2 separate regions of the Mus musculus genome follow, and region 2 is linked to region 1. Evidence: chromatin contacts called from public Hi-C data. All regions are on one chromosome and are shown on one strand. Each heading gives the region's core, a stretch centred on a gene start, on an enhancer-like site or on the middle of the called end of the contact. The rest is flanking DNA. Distances are from core to core; before and after follow the strand shown.

Region 1 (6,324 bases), core at 1,869-4,368:
GGGTAACTGCAGACTGAGCCATCAGAACCACTGGAGGGCTTCCTGAAAACACGGGGCACTAGGTCTGGAAGATGGTTCAACAGGGAAAGGCATTTGATATACATGCCTGACAGTCTAAGTTGGATTCCTGGAACCCACCAAAGGTGGAAGGAGAGACCCAACCCTATAAAGCTGTCTTCTGTTAGCCATGACCACACACACACACACACACACACACACACACACATATACACAGAGAGAGACAGAGACAGAGACAGAGAGAGGGGGTGGGCAGATATGAGAGAGAGAACTCTTTAATACAGTTCCTTATGTTGTGGTGATCTCCAGATCATAAAATTATTTTGTTGCTACTTCATAATTGTAATTTTCCTACCGTTAATGAATCCTATTGTAAATATGCAGGATATCTGATATGTGGCCTTCAGACAGGTCGCAACCCACAGGTTGAGGACCTCTGACATAGATTAATTTCAATATGAATATCAGCCTAGTGTTAAGTCTCACTAGCCCTTAGCAGGTCTTGACTTGGAACTGGGAGCCTTGGGGATGGCATGGCCAACGGGCAGAGAAAAAAAGGGATTGAGAGAAGGTCACGGGGCAGTAAGGTGGCTAATGCATGGTGCTTACACAGAACGAAGCCCAACTGTTGTAAGATATTTAATCACATTGTGAACCCTGAGATGGTGAACTGTAAAATCCTGTTTCTAATTGTGGTGTGGCTCAGTCTTTGATCCTAGAGCTTTCTGTTTACTGTAAACAAGTAGTTGTGGTGTGGCTCAGCCCTAGCACACACCTTTAATCCAAGTGCTAAATAAAGTTAACCATAGGTCAAGAGGCAGAGCAAGCAACCAAGCAGACAGGGATCCCTGTGAGCATAAGTGAACAGAAAGGAGGGTCTTTGAGGCAAAGGGCATTTAAGACATCAAAGGAGACAGAGCTTTTTTTGTTGTTGTTGCTGTTTTTCCTTTCTGGGATATTGGTGGAGTGGGAAGGTCAACTGGGTGCTTTCTTTGCCTCTCGGAGCTAGCAGGCTTTCACCCCAGCATCTGGCTCCTTAGTCTTCATTGGTAAAAATCGAACAATTGGGAATTTGGTTTTTTAAAAACAACACCCAACAGCTCAGTTGGCCAGGTTTTTGTAATCCGGCTTCATCTCCCTCCATCCCTCCCCCACACAGCCTCTCTCTGCTCTGTGAACACACCCTGCTTTTTCTGACCTTCCCAATGGCAAAGACTGTGTGTTCCAGTAGTTTTCCACCCCACACTCCCTCCTGTGCCTACATGAACCATCTGCCCACCCAATACCTCCACACCCAGCTTTTTAACATGGGTTCTGGGGACCAAGTTCAGGTCCTCATGCCTGTATGACATGTGATTTATAATCAAGTTATCTCCACAGCCCATTTCATTTTTGAGACAAGCTCTGGCTATGTTGCCTTGGATGTCTGGAACTTTTGATCCTCCTGCCTCCCCCTCTGAAGAGCTAGGATTAGAGACATTCAGCTGGTTTGTTTGACCTTTTACAGAGAGGATGGTTCGAGAATTGTTGATGGACCAGAGAGATGGATCAGCTGATAGGAGCACTGGCTGCTCTTTCAGAGGACCAAGGTTCAATTCCCAGCACCCACATGTTGGATCACAACCATCTGTGACTCCAGTCCCAGGAAATTCCGTGGCCTTTTCTGGCCTCTGAGGGCACTGCACACATGAGGTGCAAAACAAAACATACAAAAATAATAAAGTAAAAAAAATTTTTTTTTAAAGAATTGTGGTTGAGGTCTGGTGAGATGGCTCTATGAGTTAAAAGTAGCTTTGCCTCTAAATTTTATAACTCGAGTTAAATCCTGGAAATCCACATGGTGGAAGGACAGAGCTGACTCCTGGAAGATGTTCTTAGACCTACACACACACACACACACACACACACACACACACACACACACGTGTACATGCTCAAGTAAGGAAGTGTATTTGATAGAGGAAGATAGAGGTCATAGAGGAAGTCTGGCAGGGCTGAGAGACCAGGAGGGAGAATGTTAAATGAAGCAGGAGTCAGTTCATCAGGAGAGGCAGCCACATTTCAAGGGTTCTGTAGACACAAGTAGTAGCTACTACCATTGGGTGGAGCAATACAGACCTTTGCCTTTCCCGCGGGAAGTTCAAGGGAAGCCGTGTGTCTCGCTTCTAAGGAAAGAGCCATGTAGCAGAGGACCAGAGAGGAGCGTCTGGTTCCAGGACAGGCTGTGGATGCTGCTGAACTACAAGCATATCAGCAGCAGAGGCCACCAAGTTTGCCCGGCTACAGAAGCTTCATAAACCTGTCTTCAAAGAGGGAGGGGGGACAAAGCCCGTGTGTTCTGTGATAGAAACAGAGAGAACTGGGCCTCCCTAGGAGACTCTCCTTCCGCGTCTACCTCAGCGTCTTCATAGCAGTGCTGCCTCCGCTGGTACACAGATCTCTCTGAGTGGGGCTTCTGTATCCCGTATCTAAATGCCACAGTACTGACCCATACCCAGTGCTCCGTCACAGCTTGTGGAGTTGCCCAGTTAATCGGGGACCGGAATCCTGGGCAGGAAGAGCAGGGGACGGAGGTACAGATTTCCTGAGTGTAGTCTCTATTCTCTTCCTCCAGCTTCCTCAGTGGTGGTGGGGATACTGAGGTGGCTACTGGAACTTTATGCTCTTTACCCATTTACTTGGCATCTGTAATAGCCCTTCCCACCCACACCCCCTTTTCTAGAGGTTACATCCACGTGTGTTTGAGGCTTGGGCCGTTTCTGGCATCCCTACACTTGCACATCAGTTCAGGTGGCAGTTTAGAGCCAATTAAAATTTATAAGCCACAGGTAGTGAGTGAAATTCCGAGGATTAATTTGCTCAGTGGAGTATTAATCTGTGTAGTGTCATAGGTGCTTCCTTATTATAGCAACCTGCAAGACGGAGCAGAGGAGGCACACCCCTCTGGTGTTTGGCCGCAAATCCTCTAATTGATCCCACTGGGCTGCATGTGGGCGTGGCTTTCCCTCCCTCGCCGAGCTGGAGGGGGGGGTGGGAGGGCAGAATCAGCAGTTTGGGCTCACAGCTGTGCCAGCAGCCCTAGAGCCAGGCCCTCCTTCAGGCTCCTCCCTTGCTTTGCAGAGATTGGCCTGCTTTAGGTTTAGCCTCTCTATAAATTGCACTGCTTCCAGGGCACTCTACAAGGGTCAGTTTCAACTAAACCCCAGGGCTTGCTTTTGGAGCGCTGCAATTAGAGCCTCCTCAGTTAGGAGGCTCAGTGACTGTATTGATATGCTCCCCACACGCACCTCCATCAGCCAGCTAGCCACCCTCCTTACCTCAGAGATAGCCCAAGGGGCAGACGTTAGGACTTGCCACCAAAGAGGTTCAAGTCAGAGCTTCACGTTGGACAGAACATAACTCTGTCCGATCAGCTTTGGTACCAGAGACCTTTGCCCTACTTCATTTCCTTTTCCCAAGAGAGCTGGGTTCAGGAGCGCCTCTGGAAGGATCTCAGTCTCTGTGGCCTGGAGGATCTCAGCTTCAGTATCCCAGGTCAAAGCAGTGACCACGGAGCCTGGAGGGCTTATGGGGGGAGCCTAGAGGGTGAGGCAGTGGCTACCAGGCAGTGGCCCTTTTAGAAGATGGCTGAGAATTCTAGGTGTGGAGCCAGATAGCACTGGATTCAAGTATCCTTTCTGAACTTATTTTCTAATGAGAGTGGAGATAAAAGCTTGCATGTGGAGGTGATGCGTGCCTTGTATATATATCATGTTAGTGCAATATATGTAGGTAGCCTGTCCCCAACAATGCTAGCTTTTACTAGCTGTTAATAGCAATGATGAAATCGTCCCAAGGGCCCTCAATTTGTTATTTTTTTCTTCTCTTTTGGTGACTACCAACTGTCCCTGCTAATGGCTGTTACTGGTCTTGCCTACCTTATCCGATGGTGTGACAGTGGGGTGGAGTATTACGCGGGACAGCTTTGAACAATGTGTAGTTGGCTGTTTAAGGGATGATTGTTGCCAATAAACTGAATTAGACCCAACCCCTCTCCCCGATTATCTAGGAACAGGGCTTGAGGCCATTTCCTGTTTCTTTTTCTTTTTTTTTTCTTTTTTTTTAAGATTTATTTATTGATTATCTGTAAGTACACTGTAGCTGTCTTCAGACACTCCAGAAGAGGGAGTCAGATCTCGTTAGGGATGGTTGTGAGCCACCATGTGGTTGCTGGGATTTGAACTCTGGACCTTCGGAAGAGCAGTCGGGTGCTCTTACCCACTGAGCCATCTCACCAGCCCCCCATTTCCTGTTTCTTATACAGAATACTCCATACTAGGAAATATACAAAAAGAGGTTTATTTGAATGTATGGTCTGCTCAGCTACTGGTGAGGGCCCCATGCTGCCCCACACGGAGGAAGGATGTGAAGGCACTAGATGAACAAAAAAGATTGGGCGGGACAAGGGACCTGACTCACTCTGTGTCCCTCCTTTGTTAGGATGGAGTCTCGAGGCCCCAAGCATCTCTCCGATGCACTGATAGCCCTCAACACATTTTATTGGGAACCAAGTCTTTATAAGAGAGTTGGAGAAAAGTCAAATCCAAACCGTAGCAGAAGCCTCCCCGACTGCCTTCCCTTTCAGAGGGCTCTGACGGTGGGGTGAAGTGCAATCAAGGTTCACTGTTACCAGCAACAGATTGACTGTGGGTGATGTGAGTAGTGAAGACGTTTGCTCGGCAGGCATGATGGTGAGTGTCTGTAAGCCCAGCTGCCTGTTGTTAAAGGCCGGCCTGAACAAACTAGCAAAAATGGTTGAGAGTGCAGCTCAGAAAGGCAGAGTTTCTCTACAACAATCAAGGCCCTTCGTAAAGACTAGGGATCAGATAGAGGGAAGTCTCCAGGGAGAGTCAGGTGCTTGGTGTGCTCCCAAAGAAGAGGAGAGGGAGCGACACACCCATGACACCCTCACACAGGGGGCCTGGCCTTTCCTCTCCCTCTCTCTCTCTCTCTCTCCCTCTCTCCCTCTCCCTCTCCCTCTCTCTTTCTCTCTCTCTCAGGGGAAAGGGATGATGGAGACCCAGCTGTTGACAGAGCTGAGGAAGTCCTGGGGGCGAAGTTGTTTGCTGAGCAGTGGGGCTTCAGTCGAGCAGAGCTCTGTGGTGCTTTCTGTGGGTGGCAGGGAGAGGCAGAGTCACAGTGACGTTTAATCTTGACAGCTTGACTGGAATCAGAATCATTAGGGAAAACACAGCTACTGTAAGCCTATCAAGGAAGTCTCTACCCTGAGTGTGGGTGGCAGGGTCTCATGGGCTGGGGCCCTGAACTGAGTAAGGACAAAGCAGGCTGAGCACTGCCATTCATCTCTCTGCTCCCTGACTGCTGACCAACAGGGCCAGCCACCTCCCATCATGCCACCATGCCTCCCTCGACATGGCGGACCACATCCTCCTTAAACTGCCAGCTCACATAAACCATTTCTCCCGTAAGCCACTTATGGTCAGGCATTTGGTCACAGCAATGAGAAAAGTAACACACATGCCAAGTATAATTTGGTCTTTACAGTAAGGCTTCCTATCCTAGTCACCTCTCCCCATGAGAGCCATAGTGTCCGTGTCCGTGTGTGTCCGTGTGTGTCCGTGTGTGTGTGTGTGTGTGTGTGTGTGTGTGTGTGAGAGAGAGAGAGAGAGAGAGAGAGAGAGGAGAGGAGAGAGAGAGAGAGAGAGAGAGAGAGAAAGAGGTCATGTTAATCCCTAATCCCTTTCTGAATATGAAATGGGGATTAATTTCTCCTAGGATTTCCCCAACCTTGCTGGTGAGCCAAGCCAAGAAGCCAGGATTATAGGACCCAGTGTGCTGGTTGTCAACCCTGTGGATAATGGAAAGACATGGTTAGGCGCTAATTACCTGTGAAGGGAATGTGCATTCTTCTCTTAGGGTCCAGAGAGCTTCCCTTGCTTTGCCCAGCTGGCAGAGCTCAGGGTCAAGGATTTAAGATGGTGTTGGGGGTGGGGTGGGAGGGTGGAGTTATCAGAACTGACTATTCCTAGGAGCTCCCCTGTTGCTGCTTCCTTGCAAGGAAGGAGAAAGATGCCTCTAAAAGCCTGGAAATGATCTTCCCTAATCTGTTCCCTAAATCCTCTTCTCAAATGCCGATAGGGTCAAACAAATGACTGTACTGCTATCCCCTGCCTTCCTCCACCACCACCACTACCCTATCCCTTTTGGCCTGGTTCAAATGTTCCTCCTTCCAAGCACAGATGTTAGGCTAGGCCCAGTGGGCGGGATTTCTTTGCTCTTGCCCAGCTAGAACCCCAGGCAGACAGG
Region 2 (7,038 bases), core at 120-2,619, 240 kb after region 1:
CTTTGTCTGACCTGTACCCTGAACACTCAGCCTCTGTCTATACTGGTCAGCTTGAGCCAGCCTTCAGAGAGGCTTTTGTCTGGGAAGGGCTTTCTCTTTCTCTTTTCCATCTCTGGCTAAGCATCACTTCAGCTGGAAGCCCTTCCTCCCCTCTCCCCTGTCCCTGACCCCCAGCACCAGGGCCATCCTCTTCAGCCTACTGCATTAGCACCAGGGCTATCCTCTTCAGCCTACTGCATTCTGTATATCCTGAGTGTTTCATATGCTTACCATGTCAACATCAGTGGCCTTCTCTACACTGTATGCTCCACAGAGGGTGTCACCCTGGGGGAGGACATCTGTTAGCCCAACAGGTGTCAGGACAGGTTCGTTTCCGCTTACTATTGCTCCTTAGGTCTACCTACCACCATGCCTAGAACACACATTGAGCAAACACGTGGGGAACATAAATTGTAAAGGGTAGATTACTGTGCTTTTTATAAATGAGAAAACTGAAGCTCAAGTGGGCCCTCAAGTGTGTGTCTGAGGCACCAGACAGGTGACCCATGGGAGCCTAGTTCTCTAGGAAGGTCTCTGGCTTTGTTTGCCCTTCTCAGTTTCCTGTTCATATCCCTTGAAGGTGTCTCTGGGACTCAGGCTGACGGATGCACCCTCCCCACCCCCTCCAGCTGTCTGAGCTGAGCCTGATGCACAGGGCTAGCTGGGAAGACACAACTCAGACAGTGACAGCGACAATATTAGGAGCGAAAGAGATCAATTAAGCCCATCGAGCTGATTTGTGAAGCTGATTAAATTAGGAGCCTCCCTGGGGGCGGCTTCCCTCTCAGGTTGACAGGCCAGCTGCTTGCTGCCGGGCTGGGGGTGCTCACCAGCCCCCCAGAGAGCACTGGGGCCACTTTACTCTGCTTGATGTATGGAGAGGGGATAAAGAGAAGCCACATTTAGACTGCTCAGGGAGCTTAGGACTTGGCCCTCCCCTTGAGCTTCACATGGGATCCCTTGGAGGACCTGGGGAAAGGAGGAAGGGGCCTAGCCTGGCTTACAATAAGATACTGGCCTTCTGAGAGGCATCGTAGCCTGTTTAGGGACCCCAGGTTTGGAGGTTCGGATGAGGGTGAAGTGGAAAGGGCGACTCAGGACTTTTGGCTTCTGCATTCCGTCCCCACTTGGGGCTTCCTGGTTGGTTTATTTCTCCAGTTTTTCCAGGCTCAAGGCTCTGGTTCTCCCTCCCCACCCCCACCCCCCACCCCCATTGACTGGATATAATCAGATTATCTCTCTAGTAACCTGACCCCTCTGCCTGGCCTCAGGTCTCCCTTTCAAGGACTGTCCCCAGGGCAGTTTGGCAAGAATATCCTTGTATTTCAGAATGTACCCCCCCTCCTGGCCCCTGGGTGGGGGGCTGGGAAGTGGGTTTGGACAAAGGTCCTGTGTGTGCATAGGGACAATGGATGGGGGAGGTTACAGAAATGAGGTCACAGGCTTCTCCAGAGCATGAAGACTGGGGAAGGGGGATGTTTTGAATGCAAGCTGAAGAAATTGACCATCGTCATCCTCCTACCCTTAGTGACAGCAGAAGTTGTGATACCCTGAAATATCGGGTAGCCATTGTGTGCTGTATTTCCAGATGGATGGCAGGTCCAGAGAGCCCTGGATGCCTGGAGAGGAGCACTCAAGGCATAGAATGATGGAGGGCTTCCTAGCAGAGGTGGCCTGAGGCTGGGAGACAAAGACTAAAGCCCATGAGGGGAACAGAGTATTTCAAGGAGCCTGAGGATCCCTTTAGTGAGTGGCCAGAGAGGAGGCTGGTGGGAGAGCATCTGGCCCACCCCAGAGCCTGGCTTCTCCTCAACCAACCTTCTTTCTCTGCACAAGTCATGCTAGAACACAATCAATTGAAAAAAATACCCACGTAAGCCAAAAGATGCTCAGGGCTGTGTGTCCCCAAGTGGTAGCAGCAGGATTTGCACCCAGGTCTTTGGGGGCTTTGGGAACCTCAGTTCTTTTCTGGGCTTACACCCAAACTTCAGCTGGGAGTGTGTGAAAGACCTTTGGAGACTCACAGGTCTCAAGAGGCAGGACAAGGTGAGGGTAAGAGTGTTGGAAAGTAAGATAGGCAGGAAGTCAGATGGGCAGATGGGCGGTGGGATTCACTCGGCCAACTGAATCTGCCTCCTTTCAGCTTACCTTCTTCCTCTCTAAACCAGGCATATGGAAGTATCCATATCCTGGAGCTATTGTGAGGATTAAATACAAATAGCTTACAATAGTGCCTGCTGCTGTGAATCTTAGCCATTGTGGTCCAGGATAGAGTCTGGAATGTAGTGGGCTCAGGTCTTGAGAGAGCACTCCACAGAAATAGCAAGACATATCATCCACGCCCTTCCCATGTTGGTGAATCTGCTCTTGAGTTGGCAGAACACTCCATGTTCTGCAGAAAGTGACTCATGCCCACCTCTGAATGGAAGAGTCCCTCAGCCTCCTCCTCCAACATACTCAGAAGCTGAGCTGCTTAGAGACTCTAAGGGAGCAAGTGAGCAGCAGGGTCCTACCAGGCTCCTGAGTGCTAGCTCAGGGTCTCTTGGCTCTGAAACAGGTACTTTCTTTCTTGCAGACAAACAAAAGCCTCATAGAGCAAGCAGTGTTTGGGCACTCTTATTTGCAATTGCTAATGAGAATCAGGGCTGTTCTCCCTCCAAAGCCTCAGTCTCTTTTTTAATGTTTCTAGAAACATGGGATGATCTTCCTGCCACGCTGATGAAATATTAGCCATTATTTCTCTGTTAGTTCCCACTGGGAGTCAGTTCCTGACAAGGGGCGCCCAGAGCTCCGGAAGCTGGAGAAAGCCTTGTGTGATTTGTGTGAACCTTGCTAACATCTCTGCTCTAAGCAGAGGGCTACACCCAACAGAAAATGGCTTCATCTTCTCTTTCCACACCTGGCTTGCTGCCCAGCTGAGCTTTCTCCACTCAGGGAAGTGAAACAAAGAGCCTCCACTGTGGTCTTAGCGCCTCACCCCTGCTGCACAGGTCACAGGTCTGAGGGTACTTTTTCCATGAGCAATGGCCACTTCTCTCCTGGAAGCCTACTTCTTAGCCTAATCTAAGGTTGTCATTTCCCTAGATTGTTCCATGGACATCTTAACTGGCCTCACCACTTCCACCCTCCGCTGTGGGCACAGAAGATATCTTTAGGATTCCTCTTTAAGGAGCATGTGTCCCTTTCCCTGTCTGTGGGTTCAAATCCAAGGTCAACTGATTCTGGAGCAAACATACTTGGAATAAACGTCAGATCTACTCTGGACATGGGTTGTCTTTTTTGTCCTCACTGTTTCTGGAAAAAACACAGTGTCGTAGCTCTTCCCACAGCACTGAGCACTGAGGCATCTGACTCTGTGTGCCAAGGAAGGTTTGACAGGCTATATGCGAACACTGCAGCACTTTAAACAGTTGCCTGAACTCTGCCAAGCTTTGTATCCAGTCGGGACCCAGAGAGGACCCAGAGCATCATGGATAACAAAAGAAAACAAGTACCACTTTGCAGTTTCTGTGAAACTGGGAATTAAATCTATGTTAGGCAAATGATCTACCACTGAGCTATATTCTCAGCTATTTTTAAGGTTCTTTGGTTTTTGTTCAGGGTCTCGTGTAGACTAGGGTCACTTCAAATTTACTATGGAAGAGAGGATGAGTCTGTAAACTTCTGATCCTCCTGCCTCTATTTCCTGAGAAATGGGATTACCAGAATACCACTACATCCAGTTTCATGTGGTACTGGAGACAGAACCTACGGATCCCTGTACGCTAGATATCATAGTTAAGGTTTCTCTTGCTGCAACAAAGCAACATGGCCAAAAGTCAAGTTGGAGAGAAAAGGATTGATTTGGCTGGCACTTCCACATTGCTGTGCATCACTGAAGGAACTGAAATGGCATGATCTGGAGGCAGAGGCTGATGCAGAGGCCATGAAGAAATGCTGCCTACTGGCTTGCTTCCCAAGGTTTGCCCAACCTGCTTTCTTATAAAACTCAGGGCTACCCCCCTCAATCGGTCACTAATTGAGAAAATGCCTTATAGCTGCATCTTATGGAGACATTTCCTCAACGGAGGCTCCTTCCTCTTTGATGGCTCTAACTTATGTCAAGTTGACACACAAAACCAGCCAGTACACTGGGCAAGCACTCATTCAAGTCACATCCCCAGCCCAAGATGTTCCTTTTGAAATTTAAAATACAGAGCTACTGAGGTGGCTCAGGGAGGTATAGATGCCTGTCATCGAGGCGGATAACCTGAGTTTGATCCTCAGAACCCATGTGATGCAGTGACACAGCCAATTTGACAAGTCCTCTGACCTCCACATACATGTCATGGAGTGTGACCCCCCCCCCAACTTTTCTTCTCACAGTCCTTACTTCTCACGAGAATGACTGTTCCTCAGAATTCTTTCATGACCACCCCTGTCTCTCCATGAACCCCAGAAGATAAGTTGGACTCTCAGGCCACTTGAGACTTCTCCACAGCAGCATGCACGCTTGTAATCACTGGCTCATCTGTTGGCCGTGGTTTGTGTTCTGACCTGCAGGGTAGTGAGAATGGGCTTTGCTTTCCCCAGCCTCCTGGGTGCTTAGCATAGCTGGGGTGCTCAGCATATGCCTGGATGATGACTCGGGACCAAACAGGAAGGGAGGCACCCAAGGAAGGGACCTTTGAGAAGCCACTCCTGTGAGTATATCCTTACAACAACCTTGTGAATAGGAATAGCATATCTCCAAGTCATTCCAGAGCTTGAAGCGTCCAGGTGGTAGCTCACATCGAGTAGAGACTCTCCATCAACTGTCCCCCTTCCTGCCTCCCTGCCATGCATTCTCCTTGTTGCAATAGGTAGCTGGAAAGTTGTTGGGGGCTGCAGTTTTTCTTTCGCTGGTGTTTCTTTGGAGTTCATATCTGGACTCTTGTGTTGGCTAGTTTTTATGTCAAATTGATACAAACTGGAGTCATCTGGGAAGAAGAAATCTTAACCTAGAAAATACCTCTATATTATAGATCCTATACAGTCTATAAGATCAGCCTATAGGCAAGACTGTAAGCCATTTCCATGACCGATAAGGTATAGGAAAGCAGGCTGAGCAAGCCATGTTGAGCAAGCCAGTAAATAGCATTCATCCATGGCCTCTTGCCTCCAGGTTCCTGCCTGGAGTTCCTGCCCCAACTCCCCGCAGTAATAGGGAGTCCTGGGAGTCCTTTCTCCTCAGCTTGCTTTGGTTTTTCTTACCACCAGAACAGAAACCCTAAGACAGCTCCTCTCATGAAGCAAAATGAATCATGTGACCAGAAAGATTTGTATGGATTTATTCTGTTCTGTTCCGGCATAATCAACATGTAGACTGTGCACTTTATAAAGAACAGAAGGTTATTTCACTCATGGGCATGCTGAGGACAGGAGGCAGGCTTCTGATCTACATCTGGCCAGAGCTTCCTGATGTATCCAAACATGGTAGAGGGCATCACATGGCCAGACAGAACCTGTTGCTAGCTAGAGTATCTCTCTCCCCTTCCTAGGATCACACTAATGCCATCGTGGGGGCCCTTCCTTGGTGACCTGGCTAGTTCTTATTATCTCCCAAAGACCCCATCTCCCACCAGCACACAGGACTTAGTTCTACATATGCACTTTGGGGAGGCATATTTAAACCATTCCAATATAGCAATAGTGTGGGCTGGCAGAGGAAGGACTCAGGGCTCTTCTCCCCCCACCATGATTCCTTTTTTTTTTTTTTTTTTTTTTTTTTTTTTTTTTTTAATTGCTAACAAGCCTCTCCCAGAGACCAGATAAGCTGTATGAAAATGCCCAGGAGAAAATAATAAAAATGTTCCACCCTCTATCTGCATATTTTCCAGCTCTGGGTCTTATGTCTGCCTTCTCAGAAGCACCCAAGCGGCAGACAAGCCTTAATGATGATTTCAAATATCTGTTGCTTCTGATGGTACGTGGGTGGTTCATTCAACAGGCATCTTTCTGTAGGATAGAATATGATATGAGCATCAAAAACAGTGATGGGTTAGAAAAGGTTGCTCATCCTGTGCTATATGAAAAGACAAAAACATTTAAAATTTAGTATATTTGTGAAAACTATAGATCTGCACACATGCACATGTGACAACGCCTAGAAAATGGACACACAATACTATCACTGTTTTCAGTGATGGGAGACAAAGTGATTTAAAAACTACTGTTCTATCTATTGTTTTATATGAATTGTTTTTAACAAAGGTTCTTTCAATGGGCACCACCTTTTAAAAGAAAAGCTAAAGAGAAGGATTTGATTCTCCTGCAAATTCAGAAAGCACAACTATTCCCTGATGGTCACCACTCTTCTCCTAAGTGGTCCCTGGCTTCTATGGCAGAGGATACTGGCAGGCCATTAACACTGGGAAGTGTGCAGAGCGGCCACTCTGACGAGGAAATCCATCAGAGCACCTGTGCTCGGGATCCTTGACCTTGGAGCCCTGGGGAGGGCTGAGGCCAACAGACAACAGGCCTTGGTTGTGTCTCCCTATAGCACTTGCCAAACATCTCAACATTCAGTTTTCCTTGTTGCCTTCCATTCTTTGTATCTGTTCCGTAAGGCTCCCGGGCCTTCTGGTGATATGGACAGCCTGGAGTTCTTAGTCTTTCCAGACAGTCCCATTCACACCTCCTCTGGGAAAAATACCTGAGTGGGACAGAAGAAGTGTGACATGACATTGGCACATGTGAGTACAGTCGGATTCTGCATGGACCCAGCTGGCATAGATGCTTTATAGATGAACAACAGTTCACCATGGACAAGGACTGGCTGCTGAAACGTGATGCAGGTCTAGGATGTATAGGCTACAATTACATACCAGACCCAACTCTGTCTGCTTGTGCCTAGTCACACAGTATGTCAGGGCACATGGGTCCAGGTAATGGTATCTGGACCTATTTTTCTGGACATACAAACTTGAATTACTAGTTTTTGGGTTGAGTGTCTTTGGCCTCATTCCAGAACCCAGATTC

Evidence for each region. A called contact is a pair of places that touch in the nucleus more often than the background predicts.
Region 2: a contact with region 1 is called in a Hi-C map of the N1E-115 cell line, with 2.6 times the contacts expected there. The contact joins two enhancer-like sites. A contact is called at or near these places in 1 of 15 datasets of contacts at CTCF or cohesin (the NIH/3T3 cell line), 3 of 484 Hi-C or Micro-C datasets (the N1E-115 cell line, cranial neural crest and nephron progenitors), 2 of 115 datasets of contacts at active chromatin or transcription factors (embryonic basal ganglia and pancreatic cancer cells) and 1 of 9 other capture datasets (embryonic stem cells).

Annotation. Positions count from the first base shown.
Region 1 is chr14:24,527,398-24,533,721 of GRCm38.p6, forward strand. No RefSeq gene overlaps it. Among named protein-coding and RNA genes, the nearest start is that of Gm31720, 3.6 kb to the left of the region's middle. Within about 2 kb of position 3,119, at least 56 of the 459 cell types and tissues checked have an H3K27ac peak or open chromatin away from gene starts, as enhancers often do. A contact at or near this core is called in the N1E-115 cell line, where this site is marked.
Region 2 is chr14:24,769,407-24,776,444 of GRCm38.p6, forward strand. Gm31775 (a long non-coding RNA gene) reads left to right here. Exons shown (of 3, transcript XR_874414.2): 3 at 3,124-3,303. Among named protein-coding and RNA genes, the nearest start is that of Gm31838, 8.2 kb to the right of the region's middle. Within about 2 kb of position 1,370, at least 47 of the 459 cell types and tissues checked have an H3K27ac peak or open chromatin away from gene starts, as enhancers often do. A contact at or near this core is called in the N1E-115 cell line, where this site is marked.